Regions from separate parts of the Sus scrofa genome. Here all the other regions are linked to region 3. A link is a contact called in public Hi-C and HiChIP or PLAC-seq data. All regions are on one chromosome and are shown on one strand. The core of a region is the stretch at or near the end of the contact, and the rest is flanking DNA. Distances in the headings are between cores, read along the strand shown. Region 1 overlaps ZFAT (zinc finger protein ZFAT). Region 2 overlaps ZFAT (zinc finger protein ZFAT). Region 3 has its middle 84 kb from the start of MIR30D.

Region 1 (2,700 bases), core at 66-2,565, 170 kb after region 3:
CCGTCCAGGCGGCTCTGTCCATCTCTGTGTAAGTGAGCCTCTGGGTGAGGCTTGCAGGCCAGGTTCCACTTTAAAACATTCAAGGTCACTGCTAATGGGGTCTAGTGAGGCTCAGAGGCTTACACAGACTCCATCACATTGGGCGGGTGGGCCGGGGCGGGGTGGGAGCAGGGGCTGGGGGACCCAGCTCCTGGCTGAGATGACTGCCCTTCCTACCATGTCAGAAGTGTCAGTCCCCAGCTGGGGATGTCCTGCAGTCCTTTTGCAGCACCAGCAGACCCCCCAGGCAGATGGGGAAACAGGCTCAGGAGGCCACCACACATGCCAGGGCTGCACGGCTCCTGGGGCAGAGGTGGGTTCATGTTTAGGTCTGGGCTTCTCACCTCACTTTGTCATCTGATTTTTTATGTTTTGCCCTCACCTGTGGCATGTGGAAGTTCCTGGGCCAGGAATCGAACCAGAGCTGCAGCAATGCCAATGCCGAATTCTTAATCCCTAGGCCACCAGGAAACTCCGTGTTTTGTTGTTTTAAAATGAGAGATTCCCCTCTATCTTTTCCTTTAAAATTTGCTGTTGAGAAACATGATGTACAGCATACATGTAGAAAAGTGTTTCGAAGTGATGAACAGATCTGTGGATGTTCACAGACTGAATTCACTGTGAGACCAAGCAGAACACATGCAGAAGCCCCAGGCCCAAGGAGAATCTGTCCTGACTCTGCCGAGAAGTGGGGCCCCTTTTGTACTCTGTGCGAATGGAGCACTGAATTAAACTTCTTTGACTCAGTTCCACTTTGTTAGCATAAAAATGTGGCCGTGAATGGGGAAGCACCATAAGGTTTGGAGATAACTTTTATATGGGTTGAGAATGGCTGGGCAGTGGCTGGTGGTGACTAGGACAGAGAATCTGGGGTTGGCGTTGGGTCTGCCTCACCTGCCGGGTCGTCCAGGACTTGCTGCCAGTACAGACCCAAGCCCTGCTGGGGAAGCAGCAACAGCAAGTGGTGACTCTGCATGTAGGATGGGCTTGGGGCCTGGGCTGTGCTTCTGCTTTGTGCTTACCTGCCGAGTGACATTGCATCCCCTCCTTGGGCTCAGTTTACTTGATTTGAAGTGAGGACAGCAGCCCCTCCCTCACTGGATTAATGTGAATATTAAGTGGGTGGTGAGCAAAGCATGGCCTCCAGCAGAGGTAGGAATCAGGGAATATTAGCCACATTTTCATTCGGGTCTCTCTGCTCAGTCTTGGGAATGGCTTCATCCTTCGGACGGAAGGTGTAGTGCTCAGACTGGCCACCAGAGGGTGCTCCTGGCACATGTATGGTGCCTGCTTGAGTGAAGGCCCTGGGTTTACTGTGTGTTGGTAACCTATGTTTCCCTCCCCCCCCCCAAAGCTGATGCCTTATATGTAATGATTCTCTGTTCCCTAGTTCTAGACCTGTTGTCAAGCCGTGTGGGGGCGTACTTATTAGGTGTGCGGTCTGGGTGGGTTGGTGGCACTTTGATTTTCCAGCTTACCCCTCCCTGCAGTGAGTTGCTGTCTTAAATTCTAACACACAAGAGTGAGGTTCCCTTTTTGGTGTAGCTACTCGTAGTTGTAATCAATCTTTTGAAATGTCTCTGTAGCCTCGTAGGCTTTGTTCTTCCGGGGCTCTGCTACGTTATTACAGGAAATGACACTACGTCCTGGAACAGTGCTGGCCCCCAGGGGGGTGGGCAGTTACGGAGATCCACTTGGGAGGTCTTGGTCAAGTTTTGACTTTGTGTTATCTGATCGGGGCTCCTTAGTATCCCACTAACTGCTCTGAGTCCTAGCTCTCTCCTCAGTACATGGGGACGATGACGGTGGTGGTGATGGAGTTGATGATGGTGATGATGACAGAGGTGACGGTGGTGATGATGACAGAGGTGATTGTGGTGATGGTGGTATTGACAGAGGGATGGTGATGGAGGTGATGTGATGGTGATGCTGGCGATGGTGGAGGTGATGGTGATAGGGGGATGGTGATGGAGGTGATGTGATGGTGGAGGTGGTGATGGTGATGGAGGGATGGCGGTGGAGGTGATGCTGGTGGTGATGCTGATAGAAGTAATGCTGGTGATGCTGGCGATGGTGGAGGTGGTGGTGATAGGGGAATGGTGATGGAGGTGATGTGATGGTGGTGATGGTGATGGAGGGATGGCGGTGGAGGTGATGCTGGTGGTGATGCTGACAGAGGTAATGCTGGTGAGGCTGGCGAAGGTGGAGTGATGGTGATAGAGGAATGGTGATGAGGTGATGTGATGGTGGTGATGGCGATGGAGGGATGGTGGTAGAGGTGATGGTGATAGAGGTAATGCTGGTGATGCTGGCGATGGTGGAGGTGGTGGTGATAGGGGAATGGTGATGGAGGTGATGTGATGGTGGTGATGGTGATGGAGGGATGGCGGTGGAGGTGATGCTGGTGGTGATGCTGACAGAGGTAATGCTGGTGAGGCTGGCGAAGGTGGAGTGATGGTGATAGAGGAATGGTGATGGAGGTGATGTGATGGTGGTGATGGCGATGGAGGGATGGTGGTGGAGGTGATGGTGATAGAGGTAATGCTGGTGATGCTGGCGATGGTGGAGGTGATGGTGACAGTAGTAGGAACCATCTACTTGGCCACTTCCCAGGACAGCAGGGCGGATCAGGTGGGGTCACTGGCCTGCAGGCCTGTGGAC
Region 2 (2,700 bases), core at 177-2,676, 140 kb after region 3:
GATGTGGCTCAGATCTCGCGTGACTGTGGCTGTGGCACAGGCTGGTGCTGCAGCTCTGATTCGACCTCTAGCTTGGGAACCTCCATATGCCGCAGGTGTGGCCCTAAAAAAAGAAAAGACAAAAAAAAATGTTAATGACTATTTTTTAGAGCCGTTTTAGGTTACAGAAAAAAATGCACAGAAAGTACAGGGAGTTCCCCTTACCACCTTCTCCTCGCCCCATTCCCATTTCTCCTGTTATTAACATCTCGCATTAGGAGTTCCCGTCGTGGCGCAGTGGTTAACAAATCCGACTAGGAACCATGAGGTTGCGGGTTCGGTCCCTGCCCTTGCTCAGTGGGTTAAGGATCCGGCGTTGCCGTGGGCTGTGGTGTAGGTTGCAGACGCGGCTCGGATCCCTCGTTGCTGTGGCTCTGGCGTAGGCTGGTGGCTACAGCTCCGATTCAACCCCTAGCCTAGGAACCTCCATATGCCGTGGGAGCGGCCCAAGAAATAGCAAAAAGACAAAAAAAAAAAAAAAAAAATCTCGCATTAGTACGGTACATTGGTTATAATTGATGAATCAATATTGATGCATCATTACTGACTAAAGTCCATAGTTTACATTCATTCTTTGTTTTGTATATTCTATGGATTTTTCTCTTTTTTTTGACTGAGCCTACCCCATGTGGAAATTCCCAGGCCAGGGACTGAACCTGAGCCACAGCAGTGACAACACCAGGTCCATAACCCCCTGAGCCACCAGGGAACTCCTCTTCTGTGCATTTTGACAAATGCATAATGACATGTATCCACCAACCCAGTGACATACAGAGTGGCTTCACTGCCCTAACCGCACCCCCCCCATCCCACCTTTTCATCCCTCCTCACTTACTCCCCCTCTGCCCAGGAATCCCTGGCCAGCACTGGTCTCTTCACAGTCTCTCTTCTTTCCTGGAATGTCATACAGTTGGAACCGTACAGTCTGTGGCCTTTCCAGACTGGCCTCTTTCACTTTAGCAGTGTGCATTGAAGATTCCTCCTTATAACTCCCAGTTTTTAACTGTTGAAAATAAATTAAAATAGTCACAAAATGCTGAAAGGCAGACCTTCATCCTATACCTCCCTTAGTGGGATGAAGAAGCACCTTTTATCTTGCTTTTTACAACCAGCATTGGAGGCAGGGGATGGCAGGAGGGAGGATTGATCTCAGAGGAAGAGGCAGGAGTTCCCTGGTGGCTCAGTGAGTTAAGGATCTGACACTGGCAATGCAGCAACTTGTGTTGCTGCTATGGCGCTTGTTCGATCCTGGAGTGGAGAACTTCCACATGCTACCGGTGCAGCCAAAACAATACAAAACAAAAAAACCAAACATGAGGGGCCAGTGGCTCCAGAAGGAGACATGGCTTCCTGTTTCCGATTTGGTTTCTGGTTTCATTTCCTATTTCTGGTTCAAGCTCGCTCAGCTTGGGACAATCCCCTCCACTGGTCAGTGTGCCTGCCTCACCCACCATCCCACCTTTTTTTTGGTTCTGTCCCCTTTCTGCCCCACTCCCACTCACCCGACTTGCTTCAGAGAGAGAAAGCACAGTGAAAACGCCCCGGAGGGCCCGTCTCTGTTCTCCCCTCCAGCTGTGTCCCTGCCAGTGTTTGCCCGGAAGCAGCCGGCATAGCCACCCGATAATGAGATTTAGCAGCCTTGGCTGCCGGCAGTCAAAGCCAGTGATAACTGGATAATATTTCTTAGCATGGGGCTTACAGTTTATTTTTGTGCTCACGCGGTGCTCATATAGGAAGCATCACATTTACGTTTAAAACTTGAGGAGCAGCTTAAAAACATGGGGTCAGAATCAAACAGTCTTGGGCTCAGATGACATTTCTGCAGCAGGTGACTAGTAGGATGAGCCTCGCTGAATCCATACCGTCCCTGGGCCCCAGTTTTCTCATCTGCAAAAATGAGCTCACTAGTTCCCTCCCTGAGAGTTACCAGGAAGACTGCTACGGTTGGCTCGCACGCAGAAATAGTCATCCAGTATCAATTCCTTGTCCTTACTGATTGCTGGAGACCTGGATTTCAGTCCCAGTTTTCTTATCCTCCAACTTTGTGACCAGGGATTAGTCATAAACTGGAGACCACAAGCCAGGAGCTGCCCTGCTCCTATTTATTTTTGAACTTTTTATTGAAAACATTTTTTGTTTGTTTGCTTGCTTTTCTGGCTGCTCTATGGCATGTGGCGTTCCTGGGCCAGGGATCAGATCCAAGCATCAGTTGCAACCTATGCCACAACTGTGGCAACACCAGATTCTTAACCCACTGTGCTGGGCTGGGGATCGAACCTGTGTCCCAGTGCTCCAGAGATGCCACCGATCCCATTGTGCCACAGTGGGAACTCCTAACCCCTCCTTTTTGAAAAATGGAAGTGTAATGGCTATATAACTTTATATAGGTTCCAGGTGTACAGTAAAGTCATTTACAGTTTTTAAAGGTTGTACTCCATTTATAGTTATTATAAAATATTGGCTATATTCCCCACATTGTATGGTGTATTCCTGTGGCTCATGTTAAACCTTGCATTAGTAGCTCTTACTCCTGTCCCCCTATCTTGCCCTTCCCCACTTTCCTCTCCCCACTGGTAGTCACTAGTTTGTTCTCTATGAGTCTGCTTCTTTTTTTAATACTGACTAGTTTTACTGGATTTTTTGGATTCCTCGTGTAAGTGA
Region 3 (2,700 bases), core at 58-2,557:
GTACCCTTGTGATGCTGGGCTGTGTGCTAGGGCTTTATAGGGATTATCAGGCCATCTTCCCTGCAAACCAAGGTCATCGTTATTCTGTCGTATTCCCATGGGCCGGTCTAGACAGTGGCACGTGTGTCCCATGCAGGAGCTCGGCTAGTGCCCGCTCAGCTGTCCGGGCAGTAGCTGCCATCATCTCCACTTGACAGAAAAATAAACTGAGGTGCAGAAAGATTAAGCACTGGAGTCTCTTCAGCCCTCACTGTTAGGCGGTCCTGCCACATCTGCAGCAGGGGCTGCCTCCCTTGACAGTTTCCTCTTCTCCCATGAAGCTCAGCAAAGAAAAAAGGTTAGAACAGAAGTGTATGTCCCTGGAGTTCCCATTGTGGCTCAGCAGTAACAAACCCGAGTAGTATCTATGAGGACACGGGTTCGATCCCTGGCCTCGAGCAGTGGGTTAAGGATCCCGCATTGCCATGGGCTACCGTGTAGGTCCAAGACACAGCTCAGATGTGACGTTGCTGTGGCTGTGCTGTAGGTCATCAGCTGCAGCTCCGATTCGACCCCTAAGCCTGGACTCTTCCATATTCTTCAGGTGCAGCCAAAAAAAAAAACCAATAAGTAAATAAATAAAGTATGTATATATGTCCCTATACACCACTATATATAAAAACAATAAATAACAAGGACCTACTATATAGCACAGGGAACTATACTCAATGTCTTGTAATAACCTATTACAGAGATTTGGGAAAAGAATATATATATAATTAGATAAATAACACTTGAAGCTAACACAACGTCATAAATCAACTATACTTCAATTTTTTTGTACTTCAATTTAGAAATGTTTAGTTAAACATTAAAAAAAAGAACTATAGGTCTCTTTTTTGGTGAACTGTGTCCCACACACCCTGCTTTCTTTTCTGGTTAACATTCTTCCATTCTACCAGACGCAGAGGGAACTCAGTCTGACTCTCCGCCGTCCGGAGGCTCCTGGTGTGCCTGGGAATACGGGAAATACAGGTACCTCTCCAATGCAAGGCAGGTGTTGAAAAGCCCTGCCTGCAGTAGTGGCTTCTCAACAGAGCAGCGAAAAATGCGCGGAGAAGTGATAACACCTGAGTAGGCAGCCGTTATTTGTGGATGGAAATATCGGAGAACATCAGGACGTTTGCCTGGTCTGCCCAGGGGAAGTACAAGCCATGAAGCCCAGTAAATACTTATTACTAAGCAAACAGAGTGGAGAACAATGCAAGGTTTGGTTTGAGAACTGCAGGGTTGTCATTTCACACTAGGCCACAAGAGGGCACTATAACATGATTTGGGGAAGAAAGTTGCTTTTGGTTTTGGTTTTGCATTTTCTTTACAGGGGGCCCAGGGGTCAGCAAGGTCTTGTAAGTTTCTAGCTGCTGGGGACTTGGTTAGTTCTGAGCCTCCCTAAGACCTCTGCCTGTGAAAGGGTGTTGGCCGAAATGTGAGACCGCAACATTTGTAAGGCAGGATAACAGGATTTTTTTTCCAAGCCTGACCTCATCGCCCTGGGTTCCTCCCTCCTCAGCTCCTAGTAAGAGGGTCCAGCAACCTGTTCTCTCCGCCACGATCCATGCCTCCAACCCTTTCTCCTCCTCTTCCAGGACCACCTTCTCTCTGAGTCCCCATAACCGGACAAACATAGTGGTTCCGCTAATATTTATTCCATTGGCTTGTAAGTATTTGTGTTATTTTAGTTAAGATCTCTTAGCAGTGAGAAAATGACTGATGCTCCAACTTGTCTCAGGTACATCCTGTGAAAGACCAGCAGCTCATTTGCCTCTGTCCCGAACCCATCCGGGGAGCTGACTTTCCATCTCTGCTGACTGGTCCTGGGTCAGTAGTTTCCTTGGGTCCCCATAACAGGAGCTGCTGGAGGCCAGGGACACACCCCAGCCCCTGCTGTATCCTCGGGGCCAAGCAAAGAGCTGGGCTGTGGCTGGTGCCCAAGGAACGCTTACTGGATGGAGAACAAGAGGATGAGTGGAACAGCTCTTCTCATTCCATGATCAGGGCCCTGACCTTCAGGCTACACTACACTAGCAGCCTCGAAGGCTCACACATGCGCCACAGCGGAGGGACTGGTGGCAGCAAAAGGACAGCAGCTCCTCTGGTCCCTCCCCTGCTCCCAGCCTCCAAGGCTTCCTAAGGCACTTACAAGAAATCCTAACTCCTCCCTGTGACATACGAGGCCCCGCCTCCCAGCCTCCCCACCCGCCAAACCGACCTCACCCCTGCCACACCCCCCACGGACCAGGCTCGGAGGAAACACACACCCTTCCCGCCCTCGAGGTGGGCCGGCCCAGGCAGGTTCCTCTCCCTGGAATGCCCCTCCTTCTCATCATCCAAGGCTGTGATGATTTGACATTAAGATCCCAGTTTTTTTGGTTTTTGGTTTTGGGGGGGGAGTTCGGTCTTTTTAGGGCCATACCTGTGGCATATGGAAGTACCCAGGCTAGGAGTCGAATCAGAGCTACAACTGCCGGCCTCCTCCGCAGCCACAGCAATGCCAAATCCGAGCCACATCTGTGTCCTACACTGTAGCTTGCAGCAACCCTGGATCCTTAACCCACTGAGTGAGACCAAGGATCAAACCCACATCTTCACAGACACTATGTGGGGTTCTTAAACTGGTGAGCCACAACAGGCACTCCTTAAATTACTTGATGCTTTTAAATC

Evidence for each region. Hi-C and Micro-C count contacts between places; a contact is called where the count stands out from the background. HiChIP or PLAC-seq counts read pairs in DNA pulled down with a chosen protein or histone mark.
Region 1: a Hi-C map of alveolar macrophages shows a contact between it and region 3, with 7 times the contacts expected there. The contact joins two enhancer-like sites. A contact is called at or near these places in 1 of 5 promoter capture datasets (fetal skeletal muscle), 28 of 47 Hi-C or Micro-C datasets (adipose tissue, alveolar macrophages, blood and 15 more) and 2 of 2 datasets of contacts at active chromatin or transcription factors (alveolar macrophages and skeletal muscle).
Region 2: an H3K27ac HiChIP or PLAC-seq map of skeletal muscle shows a contact between it and region 3. The contact joins two enhancer-like sites. A contact is called at or near these places in 1 of 5 promoter capture datasets (liver), 6 of 47 Hi-C or Micro-C datasets (brain, epiblast stem cells, liver and 2 more) and 2 of 2 datasets of contacts at active chromatin or transcription factors (alveolar macrophages and skeletal muscle).

What each region holds. Positions count from the first base shown.
Region 1 is chr4:7,029,391-7,032,090 of Sscrofa11.1, forward strand. The region is part of intron 4 of ZFAT (zinc finger protein ZFAT); the gene reads left to right. Among named protein-coding and RNA genes, the nearest start is that of ZFAT, 61 kb to the left of the region's middle. Within about 2 kb of position 1,316, at least 4 of the 83 cell types and tissues checked have an H3K27ac peak or open chromatin away from gene starts, as enhancers often do. A contact at or near this core is called in adipose tissue and alveolar macrophages, where this site is marked.
Region 2 is chr4:7,005,440-7,008,139 of Sscrofa11.1, forward strand. The region is part of intron 3 of ZFAT (zinc finger protein ZFAT); the gene reads left to right. Among named protein-coding and RNA genes, the nearest start is that of ZFAT, 37 kb to the left of the region's middle. Within about 2 kb of position 1,427, at least 15 of the 83 cell types and tissues checked have an H3K27ac peak or open chromatin away from gene starts, as enhancers often do. A contact at or near this core is called in alveolar macrophages and skeletal muscle, where this site is marked.
Region 3 is chr4:6,863,099-6,865,798 of Sscrofa11.1, forward strand. No RefSeq gene overlaps it. Among named protein-coding and RNA genes, the nearest start is that of MIR30D, 84 kb to the right of the region's middle. Within about 2 kb of position 1,308, at least 34 of the 83 cell types and tissues checked have an H3K27ac peak or open chromatin away from gene starts, as enhancers often do. A contact at or near this core is called in adipose tissue, alveolar macrophages and skeletal muscle, where this site is marked.